Linked DNA regions of Mus musculus: region 2 is linked to region 1. The links are chromatin contacts, called in public HiChIP or PLAC-seq maps. All regions are on one chromosome and are shown on one strand. The core of a region is the stretch at or near the end of the contact, and the rest is flanking DNA. Distances in the headings are between cores, read along the strand shown.

The links. HiChIP or PLAC-seq counts read pairs in DNA pulled down with a chosen protein or histone mark.
Region 2: a contact with region 1 is called in an H3K4me3 HiChIP or PLAC-seq map of embryonic forebrain, with 5 times the contacts expected there. The contact joins two enhancer-like sites. A contact is called at or near these places in 1 of 39 promoter capture datasets (neural stem cells), 1 of 15 datasets of contacts at CTCF or cohesin (the NIH/3T3 cell line), 7 of 484 Hi-C or Micro-C datasets (the HL-1 cell line, the N1E-115 cell line, cardiomyocytes and 4 more), 11 of 115 datasets of contacts at active chromatin or transcription factors (embryonic basal ganglia, embryonic fibroblasts, embryonic forebrain and 8 more) and 1 of 9 other capture datasets (embryonic stem cells).

Annotation. Positions count from the first base shown.
Region 1 is chr7:112,719,470-112,723,724 of GRCm38.p6, forward strand. The region is part of intron 1 of Tead1 (TEA domain family member 1); the gene reads left to right. Among named protein-coding and RNA genes, the nearest start is that of Tead1, 42 kb to the left of the region's middle. Within about 2 kb of position 1,357, at least 151 of the 459 cell types and tissues checked have an H3K27ac peak or open chromatin away from gene starts, as enhancers often do. A contact at or near this core is called in the HL-1 cell line, the NIH/3T3 cell line, embryonic forebrain and 3 more, where this site is marked.
Region 2 is chr7:112,465,722-112,470,246 of GRCm38.p6, forward strand. All of the region lies in intron 1 of Parva (parvin, alpha), which reads left to right. Gm45998 (a long non-coding RNA gene) reads left to right here. Exons shown (of 2, transcript XR_001778261.2): 2 at 1-188. Among named protein-coding and RNA genes, the nearest start is that of Gm45998, 17 kb to the left of the region's middle. Within about 2 kb of position 2,075, at least 162 of the 459 cell types and tissues checked have an H3K27ac peak or open chromatin away from gene starts, as enhancers often do. A contact at or near this core is called in the HL-1 cell line, the NIH/3T3 cell line, embryonic forebrain and 3 more, where this site is marked.

The sequences.
Region 1 (4,255 bases), core at 107-2,606:
ACAAAAGAATTTTTTTAGTTCTCAATGGCTACTGACTCCTAAGTTGTTTTCCAGAGGAGTGTCTGGAGCTCCACTGTGCTGCAACATTGTGGCCCACTGCAGATGCTGAGTGTTTTACAAAGGCTTGGGTCAGGGGTGCACGTGTTCAGTTCTTTCTTGGATCGTGGAAAGGTTGCATATGGCTTGACTTATTCTTCTTCTTAAGCTTTTATTTCCTTTGCTTTTTATGGGCAGCTCCTAGCTAGCTAGCTCAGGTCAATTTTTTTTCCCCCTATGTAGAATTTTTTAGATTCCGGGATTTTACAGATAAAATACAAACCAACTAAATTAACAACTGAGCCCAAATGTCCATCTGTATAATAAATACTTTGGACATATTTTATGGTTGGATTAGCTGTTTGTGATCTTAACTTCCTTACAGGTCACGAGTTAATAGGGTGACATTCGGAGAGTTGGGGGTCTTTTCCTCTTCTTTTTAGACTTCTCTTTGTTCTCCCCCCACCCCCCCGCCCCGCTCCCATTTCCTGTCCCCACCCCCATGCACTATGTTTGTGTCTTTGGAGATAAAAACATAAAAGGAATGGTTTTTAGTCACACGCCTTCAACTCTCTCACAACGCAGCTTTCCTAAATGATGTACTATAGACTGAGAAGAGAATCGCGGCATTGTAACAAATAGCCTGTGACTAAAGCAGGAAATCTCAGAGAGGTGTGTTTGAGGGTGTAATCCTAGCTGGTAGTATGGGGGAGTCTGACGTGTTTTTCAAGTTGGTCTTGACTCACCCTGTTCTTTCTGGAATGTTTGCTATCCTCAGTATGACAGCGTCGCCTTGATGACAGGCTCTCTCACTGGGCCATGCATACCAGGGCCCCAGAACTGGTTTGCTTATTTGCCTGGGGAGAACTGTGGAAACACCCCCTGCAAGGGGGGGGGGGCTTGCCACAGCAGCACTCAGCGTCTGACGGGCACTCGGTGACTGGGCTCCAGGCTTGCACTGGGGATGCCAAGGTTAGGTCTGGCCTCACAGTGCCGCCCTCTCCTCCAACCCTCCCTCACTCCTCCCTCACTTAATGGTGGCCGCTCTACCTGGGTGATGCTGGCCGGGTGCTTGCCTGGTGGGAGAATCTAAAGTTGGCAGTGTAGCCGGGTGTGCGGTGGCTCTGTTGCTATTTAATTTGTTAATGAAACACGGAGCCCATCCCCCCTCCTGCACACCTCTCCGCTGTTTGCGATGAGGCACAATTAATTTATTTGTGCTGTCTGTGGAGGCGGATGGCGGCTAATGCAGTGAGGGCTTTTATCTTTACGTTTGTAATGAAGAGGAGCAGGCTGCTGGCAGATTGACAAGGCTTACAGATGACTCACTAGCCGGCTGCAGATGCTTTCTTCTGAAATAATAAAATGTGCACTCGCAAGCCGGGTTCCTGCGTGAAACAGGCAGAGCTGGTTTGGGAAAGTTCATGCAGAAGAAAGAAGAAGAAAAAGGCGGGAAGCTCCCTGTGGGCTGCCTGGCCCGACTGGCTGGACTGGGGCAGGGCTCCTCTTGCCCTTTTTGGAAGGGGAACTCCTAGCCTCCCCTCCCTGCTCACTCTCCAGGTTGGCTCATTTCTGTTGCCGCAGACACCATGCTCACAACCACCTCTCTTGGGGTCCTATCGTGAATCACGTGGTGAGGCCTGCCTAGGAGGCCCCAACGTTTGCAGCCCATTTGCTCTCAGCCTGCAAGTGTATCTGGGGTTCCTCTGGCCTTTGTGTCTCTGGGTCTGGGCTTTGGTGGTGGCCTTGTTTATCATGAGTGACATTCTGTCACCTACTCTGACATAACAGTTACTATAGCAGTTTATCTAATAACTGCTACTTAATTCAGGAAAACTGCATTTTCTAAGTTGGAGGCATGTGGACTAAAATGACTATTCTCTTGACTTTCCAGTTGGGATATTCTGACATTGAAACGTTTTGTGAGTTGGATTTGTTTTATTCCTCATTCTAGAGATGAGGAAATGGAGATGGGTAGAGATTAAAATAATGTGTCTGTAATCACAAGGGAAGGTACTGACCTTGAAAGCCAAATGTCCAAAACTTGACCTTAAGATCTTTCCATGACACTGATATTCTAAGGATGAAATAAAACATTCATAAATGGCTGACCATTGCAGTTTAAGAATTAGATGAGATTATCTATATATCTATATATATTTATGGTATATTTCTATAGTTCTGTAGGCTAGCTGGAAACCACAAGATACTTAAAAGTTACCTTTTAAGCGTACCTGCAGTTCATGTGGTTTAGGCAGGTGGATTGTCCTGTGTTCGAGATCAGCCTGGGCTGGACTACAGACCGTGACCCCTTAGAACCAATGGGTATGGGGGAAAGCTGAAAGTCTGCTATGGGTCTGAGAAATGCATTGTAAAGTATACTTAAGTACTGAATCAGTTGCAGAGGGCCAAGTGTCAGCGTCCAGTTGCACCTGTCTCCTGTGCCAGCAACACAGACATGAACATGTTATCCTAACTGAGCCAGAAGGAGCTATGGGGATCTTACAGATGGAGCGACTCTGAGGATACTATTCACTTATCTAACCCATGCATGCCCACAATAATCAGCTGAGCTCCCACCGGGCTGGGAGACAGGCTTAGGCTGTGAGCAGAACATGCAGGCCTGTCTCCAAGGAACTTGCAGTCAGTGGAGGAGAACACAGTTGAGCAGGCACTGCCATGGCCAGTGACAGGAACAGTAATGAAGAAGTTGGGACATTCGAGTGCTCCTAGTAGGGTAGAGGGACATTGAGAAAGAGGCACCATAAAGGAGTGGCACTGACCAGGAGACTTGAAGGCTTTTGCAAAAAATTAAACATTAGGTTTTTAGATGTAAAAATTTTCTACCTTACAATTCTCAAATTCAGCTAATGTCAGTTGTAAGTAGGCATGGCAAGAAACTGCTGAACCAAGCCACCCTGGACGGCAAAGCAGACCTGCTGAGCTGCCTGGGATAGTGGAGGACAGCATTCCACAGCAGGGGCTCAAGCTGCCTGGTGATGGTGGGAGACCCGAGCAAACACCATCACAAGAATCTGGTTTACTGACCATCTGGTCAGCTCATTGATTTTTTTTTTTTCCTTGAAAAAAAAATCTGAGGAGATTGGGGCCGTTGTCTGAGATGAACATTGGAGGTCAGAGGGCTGAGGAAATGGGGGCAGTTGTCACTCTGAGATGAACAGTGGAGGTCAGAGGGCTGAGGAGCATGAGCCAAGGGCCTTAGGAGCCCTGGGTTGAGGTTAGCTCCCTGTGGTTGGATTTTGTGTGCCAGCACTTACAGATATTTAATCCCCTCTTCTACCTGGCTGGTACTTATACCCGCTTAATTTGGACAACTACCCCAGTCCAATCCTCTGGGAAGCAAAGGTATTTGGGGTTATCATGTACTGTGGAGGTGGGAGGTGGGGTAAGGGGCTGGTCTTCAACAGCCTATGGAGGTGGCAGGATGTCTAAAGGGTTGAAAGTCAGGTGGACCTCTGGCAGCATCCAGAGACTGGGCAGAAGGTGGCACTAAGGATGAGCTTAGTCTTGGTGGCATGGATCTCAAGTGTTTGTCTCCTTGTCTGAGTGGTGGGGAAGACAGGGAGAATTCCCAGCAGTATCAGGAGACAAGAGAACTTCAGCTTTCGTGGTCCTATTGACTGACAGAGGTACTTACTAGCGAATGGATCCAGAGCCTGTTTGAGTTGTGACAGATGGAAAGGTATCGGGACCTGTTTGAGCTGTGACAAATAGATCCACGTTGAGACTTCCTGAGGTTTAGCTGCCATTGTTGTGGTGAGGATGGCCAGATGTGTCTGCTCCAGCATGGGTTGAGGGCCTATGGGCTAGAGGCTCTCAAATAAACCCAGTCTTCTGGTAAAATGGTGGGTGATAGGATCAGTAAAAGGCTGAGGGAGGACGTGTGTTCCCAAAAAGATGTCTAAGAGTGAGGAAAGCTGGCAGTCACAGAGTGGGCTGGTTCCAGAGGACATTTTCCAGAAGGATGGTCTCTTTTACCGTCTCTGAGAACTAGGAATGTGAAGGGGCTATTGTACCTCTAGAGTCCTAAAAACTAGCTGGGTAACTTTGGAGATGAATGCTGGGCCATTATCCAGTTCTACACTTGAACCCGTGTGGACTGAAGAAAGGAGAGGGTCATAAGGCCCGCTGTGGGAGGTTTGGGTACAGGTGGAGCATCCGTGGCTGATGGTCTTAAAAAGGGCAGAAAGGCTAGGAT
Region 2 (4,525 bases), core at 825-3,324, 250 kb before region 1:
TCTAAAATTAAATAGTTACTGTCCATGTTTGATGAAATGGGGATTTTTGTTTTGTTTTTCTTTTTGGAGACAGGATTATTACCTCCTGTAATTTGACTTGACATGGTCAGTTGTGGGGCCTGAAAGCTGGCTCAAGGAGAGGTGCTTGCCTATAAATCTCTCTACCCCTGGAACCACATGATCAAAAAGAGAGAGAAACTGAGTCCTCTGACTTCCACATGTGCACCTTGGCAAACATGTGTGTGCACACATGCACACACACTCACAAATAAATAGATGGATAAACAAACAAATAAATACTATGATTTGTTTTTAAGAAGACGAGAGTGTGGTAGGTGGCAGATAGGATTAAACACCCTTAAAAGCTTATGGGTTGAAGGTTTGCTCTCCAGCTGGTGGTGCTGTTGAGGTGTGATTGAACCATGGGAGTCCTGTCTTCATCAGTGTGTGAGTCTACACTTAAGTTCATAGCCTAATAGACTGTTGAGAATCAGACCTAGTTGGAGGAATTAAGCCACTGTTGAGTCTTTGGAGAGGGTCCTCTCCCCAGCTCTCCCTCTGCCACGTGGTCAGCAGCTGTCAGGAGGCGCTCTCCTTACACAGAGTGATGGAGCTCCTGCCATGGGCTGAAAACTGTGACACCAAGAATCAGATCAATCTTTTAGTTTTCTTTTCTTTACAGAGCTCTGGTTGTCCTGGAACTCAATATATATAGACCATGCTGACCTTGAACTCACAGAAATCTACCTGCCTCTGCCTCCCAAGTACTGGGGTAAAAGGAATACACCACCACACCCGACCTCAATCTTCTAATTCTTCTTTTCAATGTTTTTCATGGGTTATGAGAAGCTAGGGCAGTCCAGTAAGTAATGGCCCCTCCAAATTCCACATATTAATCCCTAGGGCCTTTCATGATGATGAGAAATTAACAGTAAAAGTCAAATTATCATTAAGGTAATCAATCGAGTGACTGTAGAAATAGAAATGATTTTGAATCATCAGGTGTGTGTGCCCACACTGGCAAGGGACCTTAAAAGTGGAGGAGAGGGACCTGAGAGCTACAGGGAGGTGTGGCCAGGGACGAGAGGTCAGAGATATGTGACAGGACAGACTGTAAACACAGGGTGAGGAGCCATGAGCCAAGCCATGTTGGAGGCCACCAGCACCTGAAAAAGGGAAGGGCAGAGATTCTCCTCAGAGCCTCCAGAAGAGAACATGGGCCTGCTGACGTCCTGACTCCAGCCCAGTGAGACCTATTGTGACTTCTGACCTCCACCATTGTGAAATAATGAATGTGCGTTGTTTTAAGCCACTAAATATGTGGTAATTGGTTGCAGCAGAAAGAGGAATACAAACAACATTTTTGTACCAAATATCCTTAACTGTAGCACATTCTGTTATAACCTTTGGCTGAGAAATTGTAAGTCTGGTTTTTTTTCCAGGTGTAGTGAGTGTTTTAAATCTTAGCACTTGGGAGGCAGAAGCAGATCTCTGTGAGTTCAACACCAGCCTGGTCTACATAGTGAGTTCTAGGCTAGATAGGACTCCATCATGAGAACCTGTTTCAAAAGGAAAGAGGAGGAGGAGGAGGAGGAAGAGGAGGAGGAGGAAGAGGAAGAGGAAGAGGAGGAAGTCTCTTTAGAGAGATTGCTTGCCAGGCTATGTGGAATGATATCATGCCTTTGGAGGAGTGACTGGACTTGCTGACATGTCCCTAGCTTCGAGGAATGCAGATAGCAAGCATTTTTCCAGGTGGCACACTGAGTCCTGATTTTAACTGACCATGGAGACCAGGGGAAGCTACAAAATTCAGGGAGCGTGGTTGGATATGCAGTCCCAGGACCCTTAGTCAGTATGGTCCAGGGACTGTGGATCAGGGATTGGATGGCCCTCAGACTGATGTGGGATCTCCTTTGTTCTGCCTGGGATTCAAGATTTAGCTTCCAAGCCTCCTGTGTGAAACACCCTAGCTCTTTTCAGCTCTCAGGAAACTCCCTCTAAGCCTTTCCCCTCCCTTAGCCAGGGCCCCAGCCAGCTGCTTCGCCTCCTGTGCTGCGGTTGTTTTCCCTTGACTAGCTGTCAGGCCGGTCTGCAGAGGGCCAGCCCAGCCTGTTCCAGGCGTACATTTGGGGCTCAGCCGTGGATACATTTGATTGGTTGTGGCTGGATCCAAGGGGTCCTACACAAGGCCTCTTGCTTTCTCCTTTTAGGGAAGTTGGTTCTCTCTTGCTTGTTTCTCCTCCTCTCTCTGGACGCATCACCGGCAAATCTCAATAGGGCCCAGTGCCCGCAACCAGTCTGTGATTCACGCTGAGCCTGCCAGATTGCTCACTCCAAAACCCGTGTCCTTCCTTCCCTGGACACAGCCGAGGATCCTCCACCACCACAACCATCTTAGCTTCAAATGTGAAAATAAAACAGGGGGAAAAATCACCGTAGAACCATTTTTAGTGACTCATCACATGGAACCTTTGTGTAAAACCAAGAGGCTCAGATGGCAGAGAGCTCACCCAGTTAGTGTACCCAAAGCCCTGGGTGCCACCCCAGTACTGCATAAGCCTGAGCATCGTGGTGCAAGCCTGTGGTCCCAGCACTCGGGAGGCCCAGGCAATGGGAAGTGGAAGGGGCAGAATCGGAAGCTGAAGACTGGCTTGACAGAATGGTAAAAGTACTTACTTACTATGAAAGCCTGTGTCCTGAATTCTGTCCCCCAGAACCCATGGTAGGAGAAAACAGACTCCAGAAAGTTCTCCTCTGATCTCCACATGTGTGGGCACATGTGTAATAACATCCATGTCACGTCACTAGGGCTTACTGGTTGCCAATGTAGCCTGAAAACACAACTCTAGGCTCAATGAAAGACTGTCTCAAAGGTTTTTCTTTCTTTGTTCTTTTAAAAGATCCCTTCATTTCTTTTCCTTTAGATATTTAGGTGAACAGTAATAATTTTAAAATAGGCTTTAATTTGTTTTTTTTTTGGAGAAGACTTGAATTTATAGAGAATATATGGGGCTAATACAGGGTCCTCATGTATATCTCATACCCTTCCCCCTACTGTAGACTCACGCTGGTGGGAGACCTTGGTTACAGTGGGTGAGCCAGTACTGATGCACAGCTTTCACTAGAGGACACACCCACACTTTGTTTGGATTCTCTTAGCTCTTCTTACCTAAGAACCATCTTTCTCTGCTCCGGGACCACATTTCCTTAGGTGGGCCCAGATTCCTAATCTCCTTGTGGTAGGGATAGGTTTCAGGCTTTCCTTGGTTCTTATATTTTCTTTCTAAAATTTTTGCCTTTTTTTTTTTTTTTTTTTGGTGTGATGAACATTTTTGGCCTGCTTGTATATCTGTGCGTCTTATTCATATAGTGCTCACAGAGGCAAAAAACAAAACAAAACAAAACAAAACAAAAAAAGTACCTGATCTTCTAGGACTAGGGTTACAGATGGGTGTGAGCCACCATGTGGCTAGGAATCAAACCCAGGTCCTCTGGAAGAGCAACAAGTGCTCCTAACCACTGAGCCATCTGTCCAGCCCCTAGAGCTTATATTTCCAGGAAGTTGGGTGCTTCTGATCATCTCCTCATAGTCAGGCTGCGTTGAGTTGGTGGGTCATGGATGGCCTACGTAGCGTCTGTGAAGTTGGAATCAAATGATGTATGAAGCCTACAGCATGCTTAGAAAAGTCAGTGCTGACACAATGATACACAAGGCTTTCAAGAAAGAGCCTTCTCCGTTTATCCCTGCATGTGTCACTGGCCCATTGTCACTCTCCCTCCTGAGAGCTTCTAGCTTCCTGAGCACTAGACTCCCCCTCCATGGAATGCCTTTCATTCTCTCTACCTGGCTCCCTTCTGAAGTCTTGGGAAAGATGGCAAGGTCTGGTTGACTCTTCACCTCTGCCCTCCTTTTGTCTCCACTTTCCCTGAGGCAACTGGTGCAGTCCCCAGGGCTTGCTTAGGGGTGTGGGACTGATCATTCTGTTATATGCTGGAAAGCTCCCTGGGAGCTTGCTACTCTTCTTCTACCAACACAGCCTGGTACCCAGAAGACACCAGAGGATAAGAAATGGATGGGACATTAGAGAAAGGTGTCATTTTCCAGGGCAGCCTCAAGGAACATGCAGGGTGCCAGCGGGTATGGTAATACATATCAGTGATTCACCTTTGAGTGGATTTTTTAAGGGTATTTTCTCCTTGTCCTAGAGTGTATGGCTGGGGGGTGTGAATATAGTACTGGCCACCAGGGGGCTCCAGGAGGCAGTTTAGCAGCCAGCAGGGGACGAAGGCTGGGGTGGTTTCTGCAGCCACCAGACTCCTGAAAGAAAGTGTGTCAAAAGAGAAGTCTGTTTTGCCACCGATGTGCCAGGCTCTGTAGCAAGGACAGGATGTACCAGCCTGTTCTGCAAACATGTGTAGGCCCCAAATGTCCTTTACCCCAGAGGTCTACAAAGAGGACAAAAGCTACCGAGAGCCATGAAATGACGCTGGTAGAGATAAATGAACTTATATTATGTGTGCGACC